Linked DNA regions of Sus scrofa: region 1 is linked to region 2. Evidence: chromatin contacts called from public HiChIP or PLAC-seq data. All regions are on one chromosome and are shown on one strand. The core of a region is the stretch at or near the end of the contact, and the rest is flanking DNA. Distances in the headings are between cores, read along the strand shown. Region 1 overlaps TEAD1 (TEA domain transcription factor 1). Region 2 overlaps TEAD1 (TEA domain transcription factor 1).

Region 1 (4,803 bases), core at 1,340-3,839, 88 kb after region 2:
TTCTTTTTTTCAAAGACTGGAAATGACAGGCAAGCTTTCAAGCCCTTCAGCTCTCAAACAATTTAAATCTAAACAATTAGTACAAAGATAAACATCTTCTCATACCAACAAAAAATTGATATATTTTTACTGAATCATCATTCTGGCTCTGGAAACTCCAGATATGTACCTAGCATGTCACTAATCCTTCCTCTCCAGTTTAACAGGAGACATTAAGGACTTGTCTCTCAAACCAGGTATGTCACACAGTGGTTGGCAGAAATGGACAGGTAATGATAACATGTCCCCCCTTCTTCACTAGGAACATTCCGTTCAAATGAGGAGGAAAGTTGGGAAAGTTAGGAGGGCAGAAATTCAAGATCCTATAAAGTGCTGCTGTGTCCAGGGAGCAATGTCCTTTATTCCAAATGACATGCAGGTGTGTTGGGTCCCAAAGTTCACCCCTGAGGACAGGGTGGGGGTCCAGGACCCCAGATGGCTTTGGGTCTGCTCTCCTAATCCGATTATCACTCCACCCCCACCCCGTCCTACAACGAAAGCCAAAATCATTACAGAGGCCTCCAGGGCTCTACAAACGCTTTCCTCATAACCTCGCTGGCTCATCTCCTACACTTTCCCCCTTGCTGACCACTCCGGCCACACTGGCGCTCAGGCTCCTCAAGCCCACTAGGCACGCCAGGGCTTTGCAGTGTGTGTACTCTCCCTCTGCCTAGAATGCTCTTCCCCAAATGTCTGCTTGACCCCTACCCTCCTTCAGGTGTGAAACTTCCCATCTCCTTTTCATGCCTTCATTTCTTTTTTCTCTCTTTCACAGCCTAACTATCTCTCTCATTGTCTATCACCCCCACCCACGAGATGTGAGGTCAGGAACTCCTGTTGCATTCTGCTCACGGCCCTATCCCCAGTGCCTAGAGCAGTACACAGCTGGCACTCAATAAATACCTGTGGAGGAGTCCCTGTTGTGGCTCAGTGGTTAATGAACCCGACTAGCATCCAGGAGGACGTGGCTTCAACCCCTGGCCTCGCTCAGCGGGTTAAGGATCCGGCGTTGCCGTGAGCCGTGGTGTAGGTCGCAGATGTGGCTCGGATCCCGCATTGTTGTGGCTGTGGTGTAGGCTGGCAGCTACAGCTCTGACTGGACCCCTAGCCTGGGACCCTCCATATGCAGTGGGTGTGGCCCTAAAAAGACAGAAGACAAAAAAATAAATGAATAAATAAATAAATACCTGTTGAGTGAAGTCCTACTATGACTGGTTACAGTGTGCTCCAGGGGAAAGCAAAATCTGGCCAAGCCCTACCAACTAGGGTTGTCATAAAAAATACACCTATGGCATGGGATATGTGCATGAAAAATCATTCTTTATCTGCAATTCAATTTTCTATTTCCTAAATCCGACACCCTTAGTCCCACTGCAGAAAGGTCAAATCCAGGCCACTCGGGCCACTGGGTAAGGCAGAAGTCGAGCACACAAAGGACCAAGCGAGAAGCCATTTCCTCTCTTCAGACTCTCTTCATCCGGGTCTCTGGTGACCCGGGTTCTGCCAGCTCTGGGTGGAAAAATGGGCCTGTGCAGGCTGAGAGAGCCACCAGGCAGAGCTCTCATCTCTGCCTCCTCTGCTCTCAAAAAGGAACACCTTCTTTTCCTAAATCCCCATTTGGCCTGGTCACAGAGAAGCCCAGATGCTCAAGTCCCCCCCCACCTCTGTGACCGTAGAAACGACACAGCCAGAGCATAAACAAGTCCCTAATTCCCCAGCTCCCCTCACACTCCTGGGTGAGAAGACTCTGTGCCTGTTTCTGAGCTCTATCCAGGGCTATATGGTCCCAGAACAGGATGTTTCTCTTGTTATCTGTACATACCTGTACACCACTTTCTGTAACAGGTGAGAGAAAGGTGGAATTTAGGTGAAAACAGTTTAGAGCTTAGAATAAAAATAAGTTCGTAAATTATGAATACCCATACTATGCATATTGACATTCTGAATAGTCATGGATTTTCAAAGGTATGCGTCCCATAGTTATTTCCCAGCTTCCCATCTCCTGAGCTTTCCAACGTGGGACAGCCCCAAGGTTTCTACGCTGTAGACCAAATGTCAAAGGACCGGGATGGGATCTGTAAGTTTCTGGCATCCAAAGTCAGGTGGGTCATGGGATCTGGGGAAAGGGGGTGGGGAAGGACCACCTGAGGTGGGGATAAGAACTAAGCCAAAAGTGCAAATACAGGAGTTCCCATCGTAGTGCATGGGAAAGGAATCTGACAAGGAACCATGAGGTGGTAGGTTCAATCCATGGCCTCGCTGGGTGAGTTAAGGATCCCAGTTTATTTCTGTTTTCTGGGGTTATTATTAACATTGCTCTATTTTATTCTCCTAAGTGTCTTCATTTAGACATTAAGTTATATGGTCACCCTAGGTACAGGCCAAACTGGGGATGACCTTGGTGCCCTAAAGCCCAGGATCTATGGGACAGGAGGGAAGAGTCGTGTAGGAGCAGCTGGGATCAAACCAGGCCAGCTCTTCCCCAGCAGTGGAACTGGGGACAGGGCACCAGTGGGCAGAGGCTCCCAAAATGAAAACTGAGCAGACAGGGATCATTTCTCCAGATCCCTCCAGCTCTGAATGCTGAAAGAGCAGCTGGGAGAGGCTCTTGTCCTACCCACCCCACACTGGGCCTGCACAGCACATATGCAGGCCCACACGTCCCCCCCAATTCCCAGGCATAGGCCACCAGGAGCCCAGCACTGGCTCAGAAGCATCCTCACATTAAGGTGTGAAGTAACTGAAAAGTCAGTCTTTGATCTGACACAAAGAGAGGGCAGGCCCTGCTTCTTCTTACAGGTCACACCTACTGCCTCTGGGCTTTCTCAGTCTTCTAGACCCTCAGGCTGGCCCCAAGAGAGCAAATTGAATCAGATATTGAAAGAGAGCTGACCCCCGTCCCCTCTGCCCCCAAGGCTCCCCTACACCCTGAACGCCTGCCAGGGGCTTTGGGCAGCTTGTCATTGTTATCCACAGCACACTGCAAGTCTGCACTTCTCAGCGGTAGGAGCTGCAGTTAACTGGGTGGCTGATGCCTCACAATGCACACTGCCGAAGGAAACTCAGCAACACTCCCAAGCATCCTGGGAGGAAGGAAATAACACTTTGGGCCCAGACCAGAGTTGGCATGAGGAAAAGGAAGGAGCCACGCTGGATTGGGGTTCAACCCCATTAACACCCTAGGGAGCCACTGACTAGAGCATGCCAAGACAGTCAGCATTCTGTTAATCTACAAAAAAAATCATGTGCGTTTCCATCAGCATGCCAAACTTAAATACTTCGGCTTATACTTAGTACAGTAAAAATGTGGGAATTCAGGCTCCCTTGTACCAGCACTTGCAGGGTGTCATCTGACAGGCGAGACGCTTACGAAGATGTTTACAGGAGCACTGAGTTGGTGCTTGAGATATTGACTCAATGCTTCAAATGGGTTCTCTTCTTAGTCTTCCTTCCTCTTTGCCTTTTCTCTGTCTCCTAGAGAGTCTCCAAAATTTCTGCTCCAAATCATGAGAGGTTAGCTTCCAAACTGTTCTCAACTCAGAATGCAGAATATCTTCCTGCTGGCTCCCTCTCCATGGAGAGCCCCAAAGCCCTGCAAATTCCATTCAATTCAAAGTCCTAACTCCAATTCTACCCCATAAGACTGTCCTTCCATGCTGTCTCTATAAAATGCACAGCTGCCCACACAGATGAAACACCATCCCTTCTCTTGCAATAAACTTACTGAGCCTTCAGATCTGTAATAGCTCTAATCTAGTACCTGATCACTAATATGAATCACTGATCTGAAATACCTTTCCCACCCTAGGCCCTCCTTGTCACTCCCATAGCCTCTGACCCAGTTTCAGCCCTTCTGCCAGTACAGCAGTAGCCTCCTTATGGGTCATCAGGCCTCCAGAATAGCTCTCCTGAAACATAGCTGAATATGCTACAACAATGGCTTCTAACCCCCAATGCATCCAGGAATGTGCTGCTTAGGCAGAAAAGTTGAATTTCAGTGCCCAAAAGCAATTGCCTGGCCCATTACTCCATTATCTCTCATCCTGCCTTCCCCAGCTCACAAGCCACTCCACTTGATCCATCCTTCTAGGCACCCCACACTCTAGCTCTATCAGATCCCTTAGTGTTCCTGAGAAAATGTTTGTTTTCATCCTACCTTCAACCCTCTTCCTTCCTCTTCTACTTAGTCCATCCCTGAAAGGCAGTCCAGCTTAGTAGCTAAGACGAAGAGCAAACTATCTTGGCAATCACACAGACCTGGGAGGTTTCTCAGTCCTGGCCTCATCCCCCAACCACGTGACCTTGGGTGCCAGTGTGTGGCCCAAACATCAGAAAAGCACCTCACTCAGTTTGTACCAACACAGAAATAGGAGATTCTCTCCACAGGCAGATCCTTGGAAAAAATACTGTGAGATGAGTTAGCAAATACAACTTAGCGGAGAACCTTCTTGCCGAGCCGGCGCATGTTTTCCAAGCTCTAAAAGAGGAACCCCTGGTAACCAGCACAAGCCATCTGTGGTGCTCATGCAAAGCTTCTGTAGGAACTAACTTTCAGAGTGTGAGGGCTGGGGTTTCTGCCCATCTCTTCTAGAGGGGTTTGAACGCATAAGCCCAAAGGCATCCTACAAAGAGCAAAGCTGTTCACCTTGGAGCAACTACGAGAAACTGAGTTTTCCCAGATACTGCCTGTGAAAAAAACAGAGCACCAGAACTAAAACCCTGGTCTTTGTCATACTCACTGATTTAAAAGGAAAACACACACAT
Region 2 (4,722 bases), core at 1,735-4,234:
GAATGTCACCTGTACTCTGCTGGCCCCTTCACCCCTTCTCCCTACTGCCCCAGTCTCTCTGCTCCTGGTTCTTGGTCTCCTCACACGACTACCTGACCTCTTCAACCATCCCCTAGTTTTTCTTGCCCCTTGCATCTCTCTCCTAGTGCTTTGCAGTCTGTGTCCAAGGCCTTCCCAAATGATTGGTCAAATCTATCCTGGCTCAAGCCAGGATAAACTGTAGAGGAAAAGTCTCATGTTGATGCCAACAACTTCAGCACAAATTCATAGTAGAATGAATTTAAAACTAGAATGGTTTTAGGATAAGGGCAAAGGGAGAAGAGACAGTTCTCAGCAGATGTGGTTTTCTCAGGGAAATATTAAATGGCAAGGAAAGCCCCTGATGGTGGAGGGGAGGGAGACGGAGATTGAGGTGGGTTGGGGAAGAAGAGTGGGTAGACAAAATTAGAAAAAGAATAATGTTTTGCCATTTGTGTTCCTTCACTGAAAAAAAAATTAAAGGAAATACAATGAAAATCATCATTTTTGCATAGTACAAACATGAAGGTTGACTATGTCATTCTTGATTAACTTTTGGTTCTATTAAAATTGGCAACAAAAACTTCATAGTTAATCCTGATGTACAGGCTCATTTAACTGTCATTACTTGAAGAGAACTCAGCCTTTAAAAACCTAGGTTTTAAATGTTGCTAATGAAATATCGATGTATACTTTTCAGACTTAATAAGGACAGAACTTCTCTCTCTTTTTTTTGTTTTTTTAGGGCCGCACCCAGGCACATGGAGGTTCCCAGGCTAGGGGTCGAATCGGAGCTGTAGCCGCTGGCCTATGCCACAGCCACAGCCACACGGGATCCGAGCTGCATTCTGTGATCTACACCACAGCTCAGGCAATGCCAGATCCTTAACCCACTGAGCGAGGCCAGGGATTGAACTCGCATCCTCATGGATACTAGTTGGGTTCGTTAACCACTGAGCCACAATGGGAACTTCAGGACAGAACTTTTAAACATAGTTTACACTTTGAAAACACGGAGGAAGAAAGAGTACACAGCAGTCAGAGTGTACTGGAGTGAGGAGCCAGCTGAGGATGATACCAAGGACGGGTAAGTGCCACAGAGTGGGGGCCCAGGGGTGGGTGGTGATGGTGGTGGTGGCCAGCCCCTGGACTGGGCTCACACCTCTCTCCCTCCAGCTCCCATAGCAGCCCTAAAGTGGTCTTGCTCCCTCCCAGCTTTGCCTCATTCTCAGCTATCCTCTGAAAATGGTTGGAGGGATCTTTCTTTTTTTTGTCTTTGTGCCTTTCCTAGGGCTGCTCCCACAGCATATAGAGGTTCCCAGGCTAGGGGTCTAATCGGAGCTGTAGCTGCTGGCCTACGCCAGAGCCACAGCAACATAGGATCCGAGCCGCATCTGCAACCTATGCCACAGCTCACGGCAACATTGGACTCCTAACCCACTGAATGAGGCCAGGGATCGAATCCGAAACCTCATGGTTCCTAGTCGGATTCTTTAACCACTGCACCACAACAGGAACTCCTGGAGGGATCTTTCTAAAGTATAAATGTGAATGATCCCTGTGTGGTCCCCACGCCCCCAGATGCACCTCACTGCTCTGTGGGATGATTTGCTGCCTGTTTGGTTCCCCATCTCATCTCCCATCTCAGGCCTCCAGCCAGATGATGGCCTTCAAGGTTCCTTCTCTGTGGAAATTCTCTACCTTCTCTATGCTGAGCTCTAAGGCACCTCCTCCACGGGGCTTTCTTTAATTCTCCCGCACTCAAAATTAATCATTCTTTTCACTGTGTGGTCTTTGCACTATTCTGTTAAACAGAGCCCCGGGAGTTCCCATTGTGGCTCAGCGGGTTGTGAACCTGTCTAGAATCCATGAGGATGCAGGTTTGATGCCTGGTCCCACTCATTGGATTAAGGATCTGGTATTGCTGTGAGCTGCGGTGTAGTCGCAGATGTGGCTCGGATCCTGCGTTGCTGTGACTGTGGTGCAGGCCAGCAGCTGCAGCTCTGATTAGACCCCCTAGCCTGGAAACTTCCATATGCCTCAAAGCGTAGCCCTAAAAAGCAAAAAAAAAAAAAAAAAAATTTAAACAGAGCCTCCTATGTCCTATGTGGGGACAATGTACTGAAAATCTTGTATTTTCTACAAAATGTAGCCAAAAACAACAGAAAGAAGGAGTGATCCTCAGGAACAGAGACTCTACTTATTCAAATGTATATGCCCAACATCTACTAAAGGATCTAGAACACACGGATTCTCAATGGAAAGTTACTGAATTCAGGAATCATTTCTGCACTTTTAAAGTTCAAATCTACATAGAAATCATAAGTTCTTACTAAAAATAATTTTTTTTAACAAAAATTAAAGTCTACACATTCGGAGGTGACTTGGCTCACACACAAGCACTGTAAGAAACACTGCACTTAGCAGAAGTATAAAGCTGACCTTTGAAACTTATCCTAACAGAATTTCAGGAGCATGACTTCTGCAGCTAGGATGACTCATCTGTTACCGTGACAGGAGAATAACCACTCTCTTTGGAGTCTGTTTACTTCAGAAACATTAGGCAGAATAGGCTATGGAACGTAGAAAACATGGGCTTTTAAAGGGACCCCTGACCTGGCCTATAAAGGCTCGGGGGGTGGGGGGGCTGAGAGGCGATCGTTTCCTCTTCCTTCTGCCTAAAGCAGTGTGGGTTTCCAAACCTTATACAACATAACCAGCCAAAGAGGCCACTGCTAAGGATGAGAGAGTCTAAGCTTTAATTAAAACAGCTTTTCCTCTTTTATGTATTGACATTTTCAAATAAGATTTCAATCTGAAATATGAGTCTCAATGCTTAAAAAAAAAGGCTGAAAAACCACTAGCCTAAAGAATTCTACTAGAAGTGAATCCCCAGGAAGTGAAGAGAGGCTCAGAGGCTCAGAGCCAAGAGGGCCCCACAGGCCCCACACCTGGCACTGGCCCCAGGTGTGAGCAATTCACTCTTTCAAACTCAGAGGGAGGACAAGGAAATAAAGCTTGGCTTCAGTCTTCAGAGGAGGGCCACAGGCCTTTGTCCACCCTAGAGAACAGAAATCCTTTGACTTCTGAGCATGTGGAGCAGTGGTGAGTAGCCCAGCTGGGGCAGGCATGGCAAGGACGATCCCTGAGAAGGCCAGTCAGTAGCCACCTCCTCCAGGAAGCCTTACTACATCCTCTCAGACAAAGCACAGCACTTCTTGTGAGTGCAGACACTTCCTGCCACCCCCACCCCTTGCCCAGAAGTTCTCTCTGTGGTCTGCTGAGATGACGTCAACTTTCTGTAGTGAGTTTATCTCCTTAGCCAGTGTAGGAGGCCAAGAAGTCCAAGGCTATCAGCCTGACCCCACAAGGAATCCAGCGAGCATGCTCATCCCCGCCTCCCATGGATGTCAGTCTCCAGAGCTGAACAAGAAAGTGCAGATGGAACGGCGAGATCTGCCCTTCCTACAAGGCTGACGGTCCTGAGCCTGGTAATGGCTAGGTGGGAAGGTACAGGAGAGCATCTTTAACCCAAATGCCCGCAGAAGGTGAAGGCAGCAGCATCTCTGCAGGCAGGTGACAGTCACCGTATTCTCCTCGACTATCTTTTAACTCCCTCTGAGGGGCAACGCAGCCACTCCGCAGCCAGCACCACCTCAGCCCCTGAGTTACCGGCATCACAGCATTGATCGCAGTTTAAAAGTCCACACCTTGACCAAAGGCTCAATGTTAAAGAGTCATCCTACTTCTAACGTGTGGGGGTTGAGGGAAGGCCGGGAAATAAGGGCTGCATGCCCAGTTCCAAGGGGAGTGAGGGCTTGTGACAGGTTACCCATACTGTTTTCTGATGTGAAACCTGCTGCCTGAAAACCACAGCAGCCTCCACTAGATGAAACCCAGTCTCAAAGAGCTCTGGTTTAGAATGCAGAAAGATCTGAGTTCAAATTCTGATTTCACCCATCCCTAAGCTGGGTGGCTTTGGGTGAGCCCTGGTTTCCTACGTATTATTCCTCACAATCTGAGGACCAGAACTCACTTTGCAGTGAGCTGACGCGGGAAAAGCCATAGGGGGCTTTGTGTGGCACGAACGCCAGGCTCCCATCCCCAGACTCTGCAGCACCGTCTCTAAGCAGCTCGTCCCCGGGATTCCCCGCACATTTAATTTTGGCTCTTTCTGTGAACACTTATCCCACAGTGCCCTATATTTCACATTCCCATTTCCACAGCCAGCTCTGTGAATAGGGGATTGGTTGTTAACTGCCCACCGTGATGATCGCCATGCCTGGAACACTCAACTGGTATTAGCTGATGGGAAGAACAAAGGCCTCCATTTTCCCCAGAATAATGAGGTAGGAAGGCAGGAAAGGAACTGTACGAAGACGGAGGTGGTTCTTGGAGCTGAAAGGCCAAGCCAGTTGCTACCCCACTGCCTCTGGTTCTGCCTCCGCCTCCTCTTGCCTGCCCCAGGAGAGAGTGGTCCAGGGTTGGCCGAGAGTAAGGGGCAGTTTTCTTTTTTTAAGCGCTAACACAAATACAACTGTGGATCGGTTTATCTGGGTATGTATAAGGTAAGGGCGAAATTGTTTCCACTGAGGAAGATTCTTAAAGTCACCAAGAGAGAAAGAGTGTTTGTAGAATCCCCTGGGCATCCCCTCTGACCGGGACAGTTTTATCCACCATTGACAGGGCTTTGGTCCAGGGCCG

The links. HiChIP or PLAC-seq counts read pairs in DNA pulled down with a chosen protein or histone mark.
Region 1: a contact with region 2 is called in an H3K27ac HiChIP or PLAC-seq map of skeletal muscle. The contact joins two enhancer-like sites. A contact is called at or near these places in 2 of 47 Hi-C or Micro-C datasets (epiblast stem cells and fetal skeletal muscle) and 1 of 2 datasets of contacts at active chromatin or transcription factors (skeletal muscle).

What each region holds. Positions count from the first base shown.
Region 1 is chr2:46,552,207-46,557,009 of Sscrofa11.1, forward strand. The region is part of intron 2 of TEAD1 (TEA domain transcription factor 1); the gene reads right to left. Among named protein-coding and RNA genes, the nearest start is that of TEAD1, 120 kb to the right of the region's middle. Within about 2 kb of position 2,590, at least 5 of the 83 cell types and tissues checked have an H3K27ac peak or open chromatin away from gene starts, as enhancers often do. A contact at or near this core is called in skeletal muscle, where this site is marked.
Region 2 is chr2:46,463,682-46,468,403 of Sscrofa11.1, forward strand. The region is part of intron 5 of TEAD1 (TEA domain transcription factor 1); the gene reads right to left. Among named protein-coding and RNA genes, the nearest start is that of RASSF10, 130 kb to the left of the region's middle. Within about 2 kb of position 2,985, at least 26 of the 83 cell types and tissues checked have an H3K27ac peak or open chromatin away from gene starts, as enhancers often do. A contact at or near this core is called in skeletal muscle, where this site is marked.